Regions from separate parts of the Podarcis muralis genome. Here region 2 is linked to region 1. A link is a contact called in public Hi-C data. All regions are on one chromosome and are shown on one strand. Each heading gives the region's core, a stretch centred on a gene start, on an enhancer-like site or on the middle of the called end of the contact. The rest is flanking DNA. Distances are from core to core; before and after follow the strand shown.

Region 1 (3,034 bases), core at 52-2,551:
CATACACAGATTAACTTTTTAAAAAAATGTTTAAAATGTTTCCAGGAACAGGTCTTATGTCCACAGTCTGCATGCTACAGGGATGGAGACTTGCTGTGGGAGAGTGCTGTGAGTGAAAAGGGCAGGTCTGTAGTCGTCCTTTTTAGAGGTCCTTTACCTGGCAACATACAACTGGTAAGGCTTAAGTGCTGTTTCCTCTTCACATATTGAGGATTACAAGTGTACGTGTGTCTGCAGGTGTACATGGAATGCACTATCGGGGCTGAAGTGACTATACTGTACACATACAAGGTAGCAGCAGCCAATCGTGATGAGCTAGGGGCCCTGTGGGTGAGTGGCTCTTATGTCCAAGAAACTGTCCATTTGCTTATCTACGAACAAACCTCGTTCCATGCCTGTAACCCCTTAGTTGAATCCCACCAACAGCTGAATACAAGCACTTTCACATACCTGTCAACTGCCCTGGAAAAACCAGGACATCTCTTTTTTCTGTGAGAGCATGGCGGCCATTTAGGGCATGTTGCTCTCATGTGATTTGGGGCCAAGATTTCACTCAGAAAAAAACACCACATTTTTTCTGGCTCTGCGATTTCACATGGCACCCCAGAATGCATGCTTTTGGGCACCGTGCCATCAAAAAGCATTTTTCCGGGTCCTTGATCTCACATGGGTCACACGATTCACATGGGATTTCGGACCCAGAAGATGGTCTCCCACGTTTGGGCTGCAGAGCGTTGGAAGGTAAGCTTTCAGCCTTCACTTTTATGTGCATATTGTGACAGGAATGAGGAACCTTTTTCAGACCAAGAGACACATTTGCTTCTGAGGCTGCCTGCCAGTGGTAGGTGGGACTAGAGGCAAAATTGAGCAGAGGAACAGATGAAACTCTTTTCATTGTACAGCAATTGGTGCTCTCTCTCTCTCTCTCTCTCCCACAAACACACACCTCCATCCAGGTAAGGAAGAGTCTTTGCCAGAGCTCAGAGACAGAGCCCTGCGGAGTCAGCTGTGGCCTGGGGAGACTCTGAAGGGCTGGTGTTTGTTCCCTGGACCTGCAGTTATTCACCCCTGTATGGGGGGAGGTCCATAGCTCAATAGAAGGCCCCGTGCTTTGCATGATACTGCAGAAATAGGAGTTCTAGAAGTGTGTGAGGGAAATAACGTTCCTGTTTAAAAAACAACTGGAATGGAGAAAATATTTGGACAACAGGTATCTCACACAGGTCATAGATAAATTCATATGAGCTACCTTATCATGTGGTATTGAAGTACACCAGCCCATCCAAAGGCAGTGGTGGGAGAGGATCGTAGGAGAAGGTTCTAGTTCTATTGATCAGCTCACAGGTTCTGTAGCAGTTGGAGGCTTCTGGGAAGAGAGAGAAGGAATTACAGTTGGGCCCCACCAGACCAGACCATGAAGGATGCCACTGATCCAAAGCTTCATAAGGAGGAGAACAATTGTTTTACACCCTCTCTGTCCCTGCACAGTCGTTGCTGCACAAGTACTTAGTGAGCTGAGTCACTCAGTAAGCCCTGTTGTGTTTCCTTAAAAGGACGAACACACTTTACTGTATACAAAACATTAAGGGGAATTGTAGTCAGGGTGGGGGGAAGAGGCGCTGGATACCAGCATGCGTGGGGATAGCTGGCTAGTAGAGACTACTTCAGTTCTTCTCTGGTCTTCATAAAACTCAAGCCAGAAAAGAGCTCAGAGGGTTTTAATGCTCATCTTATATTTAAAGTAAGCAGGGTGAGTCACCGAGGTTCATATTCCAAGGCAAGGGATTAAGGAACTCAGCAACATCTCTATGCAAACCTGTTGACAGGAGTTCTTTTTTCTCCTCTGTAACCAGTGTGGATATTCTTTCCAGCAATCTGCAGGAACCCCAATGCAATGTTCTTACATAAGGTCTAAATTTGGCCTAAAATCCTGAGCAGACTTGCGCTCCACACCAAGGGAGAAGCTGATTTTGCAATGTTTCTAAATGATTAGCTTTTTTGTGATCATAATATCACTGTATACCCGGATTTAACAAAAAGGAATTTTGTATCATTTTGCTTCTAAAAGATTTGCTCAGCACGAACACCTTTAAAAAAAAAGTGCATCTATTAAAACAGCATAATTTTCATTTTCATTTCAGAACCTTTTCTTGCCGTAGCAAGAGTATTAAGACTGGCCGTTTCCATTTAAACAGGCCCTTGGTGGGAAATGGCAATGGTGCACAGGAGCCTGAAGAAGTCACTAGCCTGCTACTGGGGGAACTTTTCTAGGTTATGCTTTTTCTTAGGACTCGCCATTGTATTGTCTGCTATCATTTGGAAACAAAGCAAGGAGACATGCAAATGTCCCAAATGGGAAGAATCTGGATTAAAGGTAGGCAACAAAGAGTTATCGGTAGGATTTCCCCATGAGGTTATATGCACTTCACACAACATTTATGCGATGATGCATCTCCAGAGGAAGTGAGGAAAAAGCTCTGAACAGCTTCGGCTGGATACTTATGGAAGCACCTTTCCCTGTACAGTGGTACCTCGGGTTACAGACGCTTCAGGTTACAGACGCTTCAGGTTACAGACTCTGCTAACCCAAAGATATTACCTTGGGTTAAGAACTTTGCTTCAGGATGAGAACAGAAATCACATGGCGGCAGCACGGCAGCAGCAGGGGGCCCCATTAGCTAAAGTGGTACCTCAGGTTAAGAACAGTTTCAGGTTAAGAACAGACCTCCGGAACGAATTAAGTTCTTAACCTGAGGTACCACTGTATATTCTTGACTGAGAATTGAAATTTCTTGAAAGTATATTCAGTGCTCCATCAGTGGAAGTGGTGAATTATGTGGAGATGGGTAAGAAAGTCTTTCCCACAGTGACACCTGGTTATGAAACTCTGTGGACTCCTCCCCTCTTCCTGAGCACTTGTCCTCAGCTGATATGCCAGGTTCAGTGTGATATTATTGATTATAAAAGTCCTTGCATGCTGCACATACTGGTTACCTGACAGTCTATTCCTTCCCAAGTCCTTGGACAATAAGCT
Region 2 (3,347 bases), core at 180-2,679, 290 kb before region 1:
GCCTATTTAGCCATTCTGATGTTCAGATACGATGAATAATTATGTTTTAAACACACTGTCCATGTCCCTGTCCTGTAAATGGACCTTCTATATCCATCAGGGATCTGTTGTTCTACTTTGTACTATTATTGAGGCATGAAGCACTACAATCTGAAATGTAATTTTTGTTTACTGTAAAACAAAATGTATGAAACTTTTTTTTGAAGAATTACAGCTAATTAGTTCTTCAAGTCCCATTAAAAGTTTTCTATATATGCTCCTGTCAAGAATCACATGCACACTTTCTGGGATTTTTTAAAGTGAGCACACACAGGTACAGAAATACCTGTACCTGTGCCCAAAACATAGACAGTGGAGGACAGGGAATACAATTTCCAGATACATTCCATCATCTTCTGCCCATTGGTGTGGACACCAGTGGAATAGCAATGATTAGCCATTGGGGCGGGAGGAATGGGTATGCCAAATGCAAACACAGAAAATGTGATCTGTTTGACTTTTAGGCGATATAAGGCCCAGTCTGGAAGCACCCATCTGCAGGGACAACTGCAGAAAAGCAGCTCAAGCAAAGGAAAGGAGAACAAGGATTTTGCTCTGCACATTAAAATCACATAAATATCATGACTGAAAGCTGAGGAAATACTGTGGTAGAAGGGATCCTGGCTCTGATGAGGTTGAAGGACTTTTGCATTAGAATCCCTTTATTTCTATATATTTACACTACAAGCCTCTCTTCCTATGCCTGTTTACTTGAAGGTCCAGGCCAAAACCATCCCTTTCATACCCTCCAACATTTATCCAATGAAAATAGGGAGTCCCATTCCATAATGAAAATATTACTATTTAGACCCCACACATCTTATTAGGGCATATATAAAAACATAATAAAACATTTCAAAAAACATTCCCTATACAGGATTACCTTCAGATGTCTCAGGGGTCGGATAACTCCACACCCTCCAACATTTCTCCAATGAAAATAGGGACATCCTAAGGAGAAGTGGAGCATTTCGGGATCAGATCATAAACCAAGACGGCGTCTCTAAATCAGGGACGTCCCTGGAATATAGGGACACTTGGAAGGTCTGCCCTAGGAAATATTGGGGCTGCAATCCTGGAATGCAAGACCCTTCCATTAACGGAGAAGCCCTATTATAAGAACGCGAGAGGAGGCGGGGGGGGGGGCTGTTTCCCAGTGTAACCCTGCTTAGGATGCCAAAGGCGCACGGCTGCTATTTCCACGTTTTGCGTGCGAGACTAATGGAAGGAGCAACTTGTGTCCCAGAGAGGTTATTATTACAGTATTGCAGGGCCTGAGGTGGGGCGGCGTTGGCCTGGTGAGTCCTAGCTGCCGAGTCGCTGCTCTGAGCCCATGTGGGTAGGAGCGAGCGAGCGAGGCAGAGAAAACCCTTCTCTGGGTGCGCGCGGGAGGGAGAGAGGCAGAGAGGGAGGGAAGAAGGAAGGGAGGAGGGAGAAAGAGAGAGCAAGAACAGCCTCAAATGTTTGGAATAATTCCGCTTCCGTTGGGAATAGGGACCAGCCGCTTGTGAGCGACTCCAGCGGGGACTCTCCTCCTCCTCCTCGGCGAGGCTCCGGCGCGCTTTCCCTGGGACCCCCAGCAGCACCTCCGCCATGGCCACCTCCCCTCAGAAGTCGCCCTCGTCCCCCAAGTCGCCCACTCCCAAGTCGCCCCCATCCCGGAAGAAAGACGACTCCTTTTTGGGCAAGCTCGGAGGCACTTTGGCCAGGAGGAAAAAAGCGAAAGAAGGTAAGGGGGGGGGGGCAGAGAGAGAAGTGTGTGCGCTGGTGTGCCAAAGGTTTCCCACTTTTTCTGCGCGGCGCCTTTAATGAGGCAGAGGGAGGGGCATGGAGGAGAGAGGGAGGCGAGACGGGGGGGGGGAGAGAGAGAGGAAAAAGTCAAAGGCTCCCCGCGCTTGCCCTCAGCCAGAAGCGCCCGAGCCGGGCTAGGGAGGGACGGGGGTGGCCGGGCTGGGTGTGCCGCCTCGGGGAAAGCGTCATGCTTGAAAAATGTAGCCTGGAGCAGCCGCTGCCGGGCTGGGCTCCTTCAGCTGTTTATCTAGCCTTGTTTCTGTCAGGAAGTTGTCCTCCCACAGTTGAGAAATCTCCCCCCGCCCTCCCCAGCCAGTTTTCGGCCTCTCCGCCTCCTTCGACGGGCTCCTAGCTGGGGCTTCGCAGACCCCGCAGGGTCAGCAGCGCGGGCTGGCGAGGTTCCCAGTCAGAGCCTTGTTTTCGCACGCCTTGGAGCTCTGAGGCCTTATTGTAAGCGCTCTGTGCGCTGCGCTGCCTGCTGGGAAGGAGTTTCTTCCCAGAGTGGGAATTCAAGGCTTTAAGTATCTTTACAAGTTGCCTAAAGTGAAGAGGGGAGGGAGGCGCTCCTGGCAACAGCGGGGCACACACCGGCTCTCGCTGGGAGCGCAGGGAGGCTGCTAGAGCTGGAGGAAGTGTAGTGTGAATTAGGCACACTTTCTGGTACACACATGCAGTGCTTTGTTGTCAAGCTCTGAGATACAAGTTGTTCTCTGGACAGGTGCTCACACCTGAAGGAGGCACATCTTAAGCTCGTTCATTTATTTATAGGCAAGGTTCACCCAAGGGGAGCTGTAAGCCCTCTTAATACCCCCCCCCCAAAAAAAAACTACACACACAGGCTGCACACAACTCCATACAGTATGCAGGGCATGCTTCAATTTCAAGATCCACTGCCTTGGCTTCTACCTTGGGACCGGAGGCACAGTGTCCCTCCTGATGCAGTTTCTGATCTCCTATGGCTGTGAGATGCTATATTTTTGGTGCCTCCATCTACCACTTCCTGCTGCACAAGTTCCCCGTGTGAGCTCTGCAGTAGTGTTAATTGAATGCTGTCACATGGAAACCTGACCTGTGCATAATTAGGCACACCTGAGTCCCTTGAACTCAATGATATGGGCAGGAGAACATTTCCACCAGGAACACATTTTTTTGGGGGGGGGGTCCTTCTTGTTGTTGCTCCTATTATTTATTACATTTGTACACTCGCCTTCACCCATCGATCTCAGGGCACTTCACAGCATAAAAATACAAGATGAAACACAAAATACATAACAAAAACAAGAAAAGAAAGAAAAACCCCCAAACACATTTAAAAAGATATAGGATGTTAGTCAGCTAAAACCCAGGTTGAAGAGAAACATTTCTGCCTGGTGCCTAAAGGTGCATAATGAAGAAGCCAGCAGAATCTCGCTGGGGAGAGCATTCCACAAAAGGAGAGCCACCACAGAAAAGACTTGTTCTTGTGTTGCCACCCCCCCCCCCCGGAACTCTTGTGGAGGAGGCACACGAAGAAGGGC

What was found. A called contact is a pair of places that touch in the nucleus more often than the background predicts.
Region 2: a contact with region 1 is called in a Hi-C map of tail, with 2.8 times the contacts expected there. The contact joins the promoter of PARVA here to the promoter of LOC144325949 in region 1. A contact is called at or near these places in 2 of 3 Hi-C or Micro-C datasets (blood and tail).

The regions. Positions count from the first base shown.
Region 1 is chr1:66,694,895-66,697,928 of rPodMur119.hap1.1, reverse strand. LOC144325949 (alpha-1,3-mannosyl-glycoprotein 4-beta-N-acetylglucosaminyltransferase C-like) reads left to right here and starts at 1,301. Exons shown (of 4, transcript XM_077922822.1): 1 at 1,301-1,526; 2 at 2,142-2,374. The coding sequence starts at 2,210.
Region 2 is chr1:66,988,827-66,992,173 of rPodMur119.hap1.1, reverse strand. It overlaps PARVA (parvin alpha), which reads left to right and starts at 1,429. Exons shown (of 13, transcript XM_028731048.2): 1 at 1,429-1,768. The coding sequence starts at 1,633.